Linked DNA regions of Mus musculus: all the other regions are linked to region 2. The links are chromatin contacts, called in public HiChIP or PLAC-seq and promoter capture Hi-C maps. All regions are on one chromosome and are shown on one strand. Each heading gives the region's core, a stretch centred on a gene start, on an enhancer-like site or on the middle of the called end of the contact. The rest is flanking DNA. Distances are from core to core; before and after follow the strand shown.

Region 1 (3,528 bases), core at 910-3,409, 340 kb after region 2:
ACTAAAGAAAAATCTTAAAATTCTGCACACGAAGCAATTGCATAATCCTGCACCAAATCAGGATAATCATTTCATATAATAATATTAGATAGTCCTGCTGATATTTAAAACACATATATACACTGCATGAAGTATCCTTACAACTGTACAGCCCATTGGCCCTGAGAATGTACTAATTTTTTTTTTCAAAAAAAGCAAAAGCATAATAATTTTCATCTTGACGATGACCAGTTATTACTACCATTAGGAACTAATCCATGCACAAAATTATTTTGTGTGGGAAGTGAAAGGAAGAAGCAAAACACATGTCACTTCAGAATAAAGACAAAAAAAATAAGCTATTTCAAAAATTACATTAGAACACAATTATCACTGGTAACTAAAACCAAAAAGAAAAAAAAATGTTAATAGTAATCAGAAAGAAAAAAATAAGTGTCCTTAAAAGACCTTGCCTAGACTTATATGTTAAACCAGTGAGTAGGACAAATAAGAGTGAAATCACTTGCAAATGAGCTCCAATGATCCTGTAGCTATTTATACTCCCACAGGATGACTCAGGGGTGACTCAGTTGTCTGCAATGAGTTCCCTGTATTAACCTGGTCACCCATGAGTTCCCTTAGTTCACAGTGTCAATGCCAGTCCAGTGAGTGTCCTATGATTCTGGTTTTTTTTCTTTAAAAAATTAATTTATTACCTTTATATCTGGATTATTTCCTCCCCTGGCCTCTCCCTTCCACAGTTCTTCCCGCACCCCTCTCCCCTTAACCCCTGAGAGGGTACAGCTCCCTCACCCCCTGTATCTCCCTAACCTTGCACATCAAGTCTCTGTGGGGCTAGGCACATTCTCTCCTACTGAGGCCAGACAAGGCAGTCCAACTAGAGGATGTATTCCACAGACAGGCAACAGCTTTAGGTCCAGTTGTTCTGGACCCACATGAAAACCGAGTTGCACATCTACATATCTGCAGGGGACTAGGTTCAGCCCATGAATGCCCTTACGTTGTTTAGTTCAGTCTCTGAGAGCCCCCAAGGATCTAAGTTAGTTGCCACTATTGGTCTTCCCATGGAGTTCCTATCCCAAGTCAGGGCCCTCAATCCTTCCCCCAATTCTTCCACAAAAAGAGCATTCTGTGAGATGAGAAAAAGGACACAGAAGTTCACGAAGATTGTTTGGCCTTATGCTTCTTGGAAATTTCCTGGAAACAAAGACTGTCTCTTGTAGACAACAGAAGGCAGCACAGATGTTCTCTACTCCCTGGACAGTGTGCCTCCTGAAACCGTGCATCATAATATTGCTCATAAACCAATAGCCAGGCATTTCTTAGGGCAGAAGGCCATCTTCTGCTTAAAGGCCTATTTGAAGCTTGTGAACCAAGACACAAAACTAAAGATATGTATTTCTACAAATTAAAAACAAAAACAAAGCAAAACAAAACAAAACAAAACAAACAAACATAAAAAACTACCAAAAACTCAGTACGGTGAAAATAGATTTCTGGAGTTTTATTGGTACAATTCAAAATATACTAAAAGTGATAATTGAGTATATTTTAAATTAAAGATGTGCTAATAACAGTAATGAAATTGTTTTCAGAGAAGTAACAATTATTTGAACTGGGAGGTTCAGAGCTTGATTTCTCTATACTTAAATTAATTATAAATATTTATCTACAGAAAAGCATTGTTAGTTCAATGTTAGGGCCACACAAAGCCTAATGATCAAATTCTGCCTGAAGATCATAGTTTGACTGAGGAATGTCTTACTGATGCCACAGAAACAGTAGAAGTAAGCAACAATAGAAGCTGTACTTTATGGTTTTCCTTAAGTATATTTACATATTTCTATATTTCACATTTCTGTCTACTTTGCCTAGGAATTTGGTGGGGCAGAGACACCTGTTTACCTTGGAAATGAAATGGAATTATTTAATAGAAATTTTAAAAATGGAAAAATAATATATGCTTAGTAATTGAGTACCAATTTTTTTTTCTAGTATGAGGAACATACTGAAGTCAAGATGACTAAGGAAGTTAAATCTTTCTAAAGTTGCTCAAGTTCCATTTACGTGTCAAAAGCCCAGCTTCACTGACGAATACCTTAGTTTTCACTCAGTCACAGGAAGAGAGTGTGTGAACTAGCTTTTGAGGAAGTCCTTGCTAGCTGGTATATGAGCCCATTATTGCCACATTAATGCTGACTAACAGACGTACTCAGATCTCAGTAGCCTACAGCGCTGAGAATTTCCTCATTCTTAGAAGGCTTTACACCAATTGTGGTTTGGTTGGTCTACCCTACTCCAACATATAGAGTGGAGAGGAATTAAGAAATATTCCTCACATCAGTTTCAAGCCTACAGACATACACACACACAATCAAAAATAGATATGTATATAAATAATTTTAAAAGAGAAGAACTCTTTTCTGGTTTCTGCTGCACAATTTTGGCTAGGATTGATTCTCAGAGCCACGTGACTGGGGAGAATTAAAGATGCGTTTTTTTTTTCAATACCTATGGTACGAGGCAGAAAGCACAGGAGGAAGTTGAAATTAGAGACTGGGTGAGCTAATCCACGCAACATGTCATAGCTTTACCCAAGGAGCTCACTACAACATATCTAGACACAAATGGAATGCCTGAGAATCGTGCAGTAAGGAGATTGTTTATCTGGATGTAGTCTGAGTCGGGAAAGGGCTACCTGTTTGAAAAGAAGCCCCACGTTGGCATAGAGCCACCTCCAGCCTGCACTGTGAATATGGGGAAGGGCGGGGAAGGTTTGCATGAGAGATAAGTGCTGCTTCTGCCTACATATGCTCTGGCATGCACAAGTTTCTTGAACTTCCCTGTGAAAGAAGGCAGGCAGTGAAGAGGGCCACAGAGGGACAGAGTGTGAAAGCAGAAAATCTAGATGGAAGTGCTCAGTATTCAGTACCCTTCCTTGAGATTCTAAATTGCTGACCTAGGCTACCGCAGACCTGTGTGACTTCAACCCTGTCACTAAAACAAACAAACAAAAAAACCTGGCAAAACAGCTAATGAATTAAGCTTTGGAGGTAAAAGAAAATCCCAGGCTCAGTAAGCAATCAATGGTCATAGATTTTTCAGTGACTAAGACTAAACTCCCCAACCTCCTAACCCTCTAGGATAAGGTTTATAAACCAAAGAAGTAGCTCTGTTAGTCAAGTTAAGGGGTTAGTGGCAGAATACAGAAGAAGCAGGAAATGATGAGTCAGGGGATTTATTCTCCCTCAGCTCCATGAATACCTGCAATTTGCCAGAAAACAAACAAACAAACAAACAAACAAACATGGTGGCCACTACTGGCATAATGGACCCTCCAAGACCTTCTGCAGAGCTGGTAACCAGGCATCACAGGCAAGATTGTGGCTCTGGACCTTCCTTTCTTCATAAGCATCCTTGATGACCACAGATGTCTGTCCCAGTGGCTCAGCGTCCCCTGCCTTTTAGTCCAACTCTAGAGGACAGTGCAGCAAGAGCCTTCATCGCTACTGGAAATGCCTGGACCTA
Region 2 (3,449 bases), core at 477-2,976:
ATGGAAAAACAAAACAAAACACACAAAAACCCAAACACTAACACTTCCATATCATTTTTCTTGGTGTCATCTCTTCTCTTTCACAAACAAAGGGCCCCAGGCTTATGTCACAACATTTGCTTTATGGCTATTTTAGACAGATTTCCGGGACATCTCTCTGTTAAGCTTTCTGGAAAAGCAGAAATGTTACCAGATCTCATCAGAGTGCATTAACACCCACACTGGGCAGACTCTGTAGACCCAAGTCTGTGGGGTGATTTGGGAAAATGCCTTAGAATACTTTATTCCAATTTAATGTAAAGCAAAAACTATAACAAGCTATTTTGATCATTGTTAGCTGGATACTGAAAACATACACATGTTAAACCAATGCTCTGTTAAGCAGTATTAACAAGTTATCAAGTACAACAGTATATAAAGTGTTGGCTAAAGTGTATTTTGAAGTGCTTTAGTTACCAAATGTCCAGACGTAAAATGAAACATCTCGACCCAAGTATCTGCATTATATGGAGATTTTATTTTTAATATCACGTGCATATAGAGGAAAACATATATACATATGCATATGTAGACGCTGGACTAGGAGATCACCAGATACCTAGCCATCAACAATTTCTATGTAGTAGGAACTGAATAAAATTACTTCGGGCTAGAGAGATGGTTCTGTTGTTAAAAGCTCCTGCTGCTCTTGCAGAGGACTTGATTTCAGTTCCCATCCCCCAAGGCAGGGGCCTCACGGCGGCCTGGAACTCCAACCTCAGAAGATTCTACTTATTCTGGGCTCTAAGTGAACCTGCTCTCAAAAGTAGGCATGCTCACACATAGATGCATAATTAACTCACACCCCCTGTCCCCCCAATTTACTGGGACTCAAGCTCTGTTCCCAATATGTTGTATCTGAGAGGTGCCTGTACTTCGGGGCCTACAGATCCTTGCAAGATGTATGAAGTAAATTAATCCCTAGGGTCCTCCACGCCCCAACAATCCAAGATGAGGTTCTTTCCGCAATAGCTATTGAAAGAAAAGATAGAATGGGTTCTTGGTGGCCCAGGCTTCTGTGAGACCGCAGTTTGAAACTAGACTTCACGAGAAGCAAGAGCAGCTCGCCTTTTTCCCACTTAGTAGGTCCAAAAAGGGAACCCTGTTTCCCAAACAAGGACACCACTTACTTCTGCAGTAGTTGCTGTGAGCCTCCCGTTGCTTTTTAGTGTTGAGTGCTCACAAAACAATATAGTGGTAGTCTTGATGGGCATCAACGATGTGAGAGAAGCTTCCTTGGAAGTGCACAGGACTCTAGAGAAAGCATTGGAGAAATGGACATCTCCACCATTCAATAGTGAAACCAGGGCCCGTGCTCATCTCTGGGATGCCCAAGGAGCTCCATGACTTCTTTTTGTCTCTGAAATCAGCCAAGAAGTTGGTACTGGGAGGGTCACTCACTCCTCTTGGCCTGCTTGAAAAGTCCTCGGACACACAAGTACAACTACCGAAATGTAAAGGTATGGGTCTGCTCTTCAGCTGGAGGAAAGGATGGCCCCACAGAAGTCCAGTGGGTGCAAGGCTTTGAAGAAACTAAGTCGGTGCGCCCAGGGAACTCCGCAGGGCCCCGCCCCTCGCGGCCCCGCCCCTCACCTTGCTAGCGGCACGCTCTGGCTGCGAAGGTGCGTGCGGCGCGCGCTGATTGGCCGCTACCCGGCACTGCCCCGCTGCCATTGGCTGCCAGGGCCTCTTTGTTCCAGGTCCCAGCCGCTGCCGAACCGGGCTGCGGAAGTTCGAGTGCCCATGCTGAGTAGCAGCGGCAGCGGCGCCGGAGTTCCCGCAGCGGAGATCGCGGACGCGGGACTGAGCCCCTCCGACGCCCAGTATGGACCTGGAAACCAAAATGAAGAAGGTGAGTGGGGCGGGCGACGGGCGTGGTCGCCTCACCTGAGCGCGGGAGCTGGTCCGGGTTCCGGGACCAGACCCGGTGGGTGCGGCTGGAGGATGACTCCCCGGACCCCGATCCCTTGGGTGACTGTCGCTGCGGAGCGGGACCCTGCAACTCGCTGTCTCTGCGCCTGAAACTTTTCGGAAAACCTTTCGGCCACGCCTTCCCCCAAGCCCTGGGCGAAGTCTTAGGCGAGGTGGTGGCTGACACCGCTTCCTGCCTGGGGAAGCAGCGCTCTGGGGAGCCTGTGTGATTCAGTGATGTGGCTTTGACATCCTCCTCCCCTGCAGTCTGGCTGCCCCAGGCGCTCTAAAGTGGCTGCTGACTGGTGACACTTCCTTCACACCCGCGCCTGCTGATAACTTCTGAAGTGATGACTTTTGGGGGATGTGTATGTGTTTCACTTATGGCTTGAGTGCCAAAACACTGTCTCCTTCTTGCGGAGTTAATTCTCAAAAGAAAATGCCGTTTGGCAGCCAGGCACAAACAGCGGTCATTGCAGGTGCTCAGCGGCCCCGCCTGCGGAGCACCCTCCTGGCTGCTCCTGGTGTCCAGGCTATAAAGGCCCTACCTGAGGAGCTCCGAGATTAGGTCTCTCAGGTCGCCTGGGAGAAAGAGGTGGGGACCAGACTATGACTCAAAAGAATGCTGACGTCACATTCTATTGTAACTTTCGACCTTAAAGGTCTTGTTCTCGGGAATTGCGCCTGTTTTCTTTCAAGTGAATTTAAGTTAGTTGGTCATTTTTCAAATAAGGAAGGAAGTTGTGCACAGTAAGAAAGCCAAGTTGAGGAAACTTTCTTCTGCGGCTTTGCAGTTGCAGGTTCATCTTCTAAAAGGGAATTTCTATTTTGTGCCAGAATTGAAGGTTTCAAATCGTATGCAAATATATGGTATGAGGTTTAGGAAGCTGTTGATAAATAAAAATTTGAACCTAGGAAACAGTTCCTTGGTCTCTTCTGATTAAAATCAACACTCAGAAGGGAAGGGAAGAACAGGAAATAGAAGATTCTTTCTAGTCTCTTCCTGTTTGATATTTATTCTTTTAACGTGTGTTTTGGTTACCTGTGCTTGCCACTTAGAAAGCAGCGGATGTGCTGTGTAGTCTTCTGTTGATGAACACACACTGAACTTACTGAGTTTTTATATAAGAACGTCTTTAGGTGTTTGTCCCAAATGATAGGTTGTCTTTGTTTGGAAATGCTGTCCTTGAAGGGAGGGAAGGATGAATAAGCAAATGAGAGGATTGTTAAGGTAATGACGCTATTATGCAGGATACTATCTTGGTGGATATATCTTACTCATACCTTTGTCAAACGGCACAGAATGTAGGATAACAAAAGTGAACTGTAGTGAGGAACCTGAACTTGGGAAACAGCGATAAGCCGCTGTGTCTCTTAAATGACCGCCTCCGAACCCTGGTGTTGTAGATCGTGAGGGGGCCAGGCTGGACATGTGTTGTCAAAGACCATGGGGGAAGCTTCATGCCTCTGCTCAGCTTTGCTGTGAACCTAAAAACCTT
Region 3 (3,177 bases), core at 163-2,662, 440 kb after region 2:
TATCAGAAGGTGTAATGCCCTGGTGGGAGTTTACCATTTGAAAAATATATTCAGCCGGGTGTGGTGGTGCACACCTTTAAACCCAGCACTCGGGAGGCAGAGGCAGAGGCAGAGGCAGAGGCAGGCGGATTTCTAAGTTCGAGGCCAGCCTGGTCTACAAAGTGAGTTCCAGGACAGCCAGAGCTACACAGAGAAACACCAAAAAAAAAAAGAAAGAAAGAAAGAGAGAGAGAGAGAGAGAGAGAGAGAGAGAGAGAGAGAGAGAGACAGAGAGACAGAGAGACAGAGAAAGAAAGAAAGAAAGAAAGAAAGAAAGAAAGAAAGAAAGAAAGAAAGAAAGAAAGAAAGAAAGAAAGAAAGAAAAATATAAATATATTCTGTTATGCAAAATTGTCGGTGCATTTGAATAGGGCTTGGTGTAAAGTAGGTAATGTGTGCGTGGCTAGAAGCTGCAGACCTCATTTCAGCTAGGCTCATTCACTGACTCACAGCCTACCACACCATCAGCTTCTTTGGAAGTTGGTCTCTGCTGGGCTGGATTATTTCTTCCTTGGCTCCCTGCCTCTCTTTGTGTCAACACTCAGTATTTGCGAAGACATTCTTTTTTCTTCTGCACATGAAAAGGGTTCTCCCATTACTCATGAGTCCTGTGACAAAGAATCACGCAACTCAGAGGACACACAAATAAGCCCTTTGGAAGCCCTCAGTATTATGAACATCAATAGAAGTTAAGGCAATGTGATGCTGAGGTGGCCCAAATCCCGTCGTCCTTCTGTATCTGCAGAGTGTATCTACCCTTCACAATTACATCCCTTTTTACTGTGTTTCCTGCTCATGAGGATCATGTGGCTGAGAGGCCAAGTGGAAGCCAAGTGCTCCCAGGCCTCACGCACATCTTATGAGCACCTCCTGAATGCCCAAGTTTGGGCCCTCCAACCAGGGCCATCTTTGTGTTACCAGTCCTTTCATCTCTGGTGCCCTTACACTAAACTTTTATGTCTCCCATTAAGTTAATCATCTTCATCTGCTGATCTGTTTAATCACACAGATATCTAAGTGAGGGAAGGTCTCAGAAGGGAGGCACTTGCCAGGCTTTGCTACCAAGGCATTATAGATCACAGACAATACATCGTGTCAACTTGTTCTTAGAGGGCTCTAAAACAATCTATGCATTTGAACGTGAAAGAAAGAGCATACAAATCACAGGCGTATACAATCTGGGTAAATTTTACTCAAGTATTTTTATGAATAAATTGTAGATAGTGTTTTCATCATCTGCATAAACTACAAAGATTTGAAGTGCAGGTGTAAAAATAGTCTGCAGGATCCAAAGAAACACTCACCGTTCTCTGTGTTTGTCTGTTCACTGTTGTTTGGCCAACAACAAAGTGATGTTTGCCAAGGGAATAGGAGGCATTTAATCTTCAGAGTTTGTTCCTGTGCCTACAAGTCAGGGAGGTCATTGGCTTGCCCCTTCCTGCAGCCTGTAATTACAGGCAGAGGACTATTTATTTTCCAGAAAAGTGACCAACTCTTGAATGTAATAAGACTGCTTATAAGAGCAAGTGGATGTAAGAAATATATACAATTTTGGAAAAGACAATGGGAAAGTGAAACTATTGTCTTCATGTTTTCAATAATATGAGGTAGTCTGAGTCTCTAGAAATGACCTAAAGTACAGTACAAAAGGTGAACCTCAGGTCACGTTAGGTAGTCCCAGACCTTAACATTGTGAATTATTATGGGAAGTTTACAATAGGGTAGAATATGTCTGGTAATTCATTAAGTTAGAAAGTAATTAGTGGCTCCACCATCATAGTAAACAAGAAGCAATAATTATATTAGTAAGAATGATTTAGAAATATTTCTACTTTGGAAAAGAGCAGTTACGTTGGGTTAGCTGGAGACACTGTGGGGAAAAAATAGCACCATTTCTTGCTCTCCAATATTTTTAAGATTAATTATTATAAAAGCAGTGACTCCGGGTAGAGTTGGGTATGTAACATACAACTTCAATTCCACTATCGTCCCAATATAGATAGCTAGAACTATCCATAGGGGTTTAAAACCACACTATGTAAGTGGAAGTTTAACGATAGTAGGTGAACCTTATGATCTATGTGGCAAAGCCAAAAGTTCTAAGTTGTTGACATGTACAAAGAGAACTTAAACATATGCCAGCCTTAAAGGTGGTGTCACATTGTGGTAAATTGTGACAATTTTTCCACCTACTAAAAACAAAGTTTCCTATTGACAATTGAAACAAAACAAGAGCAATCCATCACATTTTCCTAGGATCTAGGGTAGAGAAAGTGCCGGCCACTGGTGTCATTGTGACCCTAGTGAAAAGACAACAGTCTAACTGAGTGTATCTCAGCTCATGAAGAGAAGAGGTGTCAGCCATTTGGGACGTGAACACCTGCATTTTCTTAGGTAAATACTGCTTTTATTTCAAAGCTTTCCCTGGGTTGTGGTCCATGGAAGCAGAACTCTCAGAGCCTTATCTAATGCTCTGTGTGTTAGAGGTTCAAGAAATAATTAAGACAGTTGAATTTTCCATTTTGTCTGTAATATATAAAAAATATCTCTCAGAGTGAATGGATGGATAATTACTTCAATAATGAAGATAGTATAGCTTCATTTTACCTTTCTTGCCTTAGCACAGTTTTTATTTTCTACTCTGAGCTACAGGCAAATCACAAAATAAATTGCACTATTGTTTGCTTAAGGCTCTCTTTCCTTCAAACCTTATTCCTGTCTGTCAACCTCAGCCCAGTTCCCCAATAGCTCAGGAAAACCTCCACTGGGATTAAGTAATCATTTACACAACCTCTCATTCATTAACCCATGTTGACATTCTCCTTCTCTAGCCCAGCCTCGCTTAAGGATTCCTTAAGCACCTTATCCAGCAGCTGGGGTGGGTGCAAACAACGCCTATTTAATCAAGAAATTGAATATTTCCAAGGAATCGTTTGGCCTGCCTCAGCCTTCTTCATGACCACAATTGCCTTCTATTTCATCTTCAAAGTAAAATCTGGATTCTTCCCTAGTAAACGTGTACTTTTAAAATCCTTCATTTATTTCTGCGTATTCATAAAGCAGAAATAGAAAATATTATTGCTTCTAAAAAAAATCTTTTAGTGTGCTAAAAATGATGCCAGTAAGAGAAAATGAGAG

Evidence for each region. Promoter capture Hi-C pulls out the DNA fragments that hold promoters and counts their contacts. HiChIP or PLAC-seq counts read pairs in DNA pulled down with a chosen protein or histone mark.
Region 1: a contact with region 2 is called in a FOXA1 HiChIP or PLAC-seq map of pancreatic cancer cells. The contact joins the enhancer-like site here to the promoter of Tes in region 2. A contact is called at or near these places in 4 of 39 promoter capture datasets (epiblast stem cells, hippocampal neurons, liver and 1 more), 1 of 484 Hi-C or Micro-C datasets (macrophages), 1 of 115 datasets of contacts at active chromatin or transcription factors (pancreatic cancer cells) and 2 of 9 other capture datasets (bone marrow-derived macrophages and liver).
Region 3: a promoter capture Hi-C map of liver shows a contact between it and region 2, with 3 times the contacts expected there. The contact joins the enhancer-like site here to the promoter of Tes in region 2. A contact is called at or near these places in 2 of 39 promoter capture datasets (hippocampal neurons and liver), 2 of 115 datasets of contacts at active chromatin or transcription factors (embryonic forebrain and stem cell-derived neural progenitor cells) and 1 of 9 other capture datasets (adipose tissue).

The regions. Positions count from the first base shown.
Region 1 is chr6:17,407,727-17,411,254 of GRCm38.p6, forward strand. No RefSeq gene overlaps it. Among named protein-coding and RNA genes, the nearest start is that of Gm25021, 27 kb to the right of the region's middle. Within about 2 kb of position 2,160, at least 100 of the 459 cell types and tissues checked have an H3K27ac peak or open chromatin away from gene starts, as enhancers often do. A contact at or near this core is called in bone marrow-derived macrophages, neutrophils and pancreatic cancer cells, where this site is marked.
Region 2 is chr6:17,063,423-17,066,871 of GRCm38.p6, forward strand. Tes (testis derived transcript) reads left to right here and starts at 1,727. Exons shown (of 7, transcript NM_207176.3): 1 at 1,727-1,891. The coding sequence starts at 1,865. It overlaps Gm15473 (predicted gene 15473), which reads right to left and starts at 2,165. Exons shown (of 2, transcript NR_167659.1): 1 at 1,170-2,165.
Region 3 is chr6:17,501,094-17,504,270 of GRCm38.p6, forward strand. All of the region lies in intron 3 of Met (met proto-oncogene), which reads left to right. Among named protein-coding and RNA genes, the nearest start is that of Met, 39 kb to the left of the region's middle. Within about 2 kb of position 1,413, at least 42 of the 459 cell types and tissues checked have an H3K27ac peak or open chromatin away from gene starts, as enhancers often do. A contact at or near this core is called in liver, where this site is marked.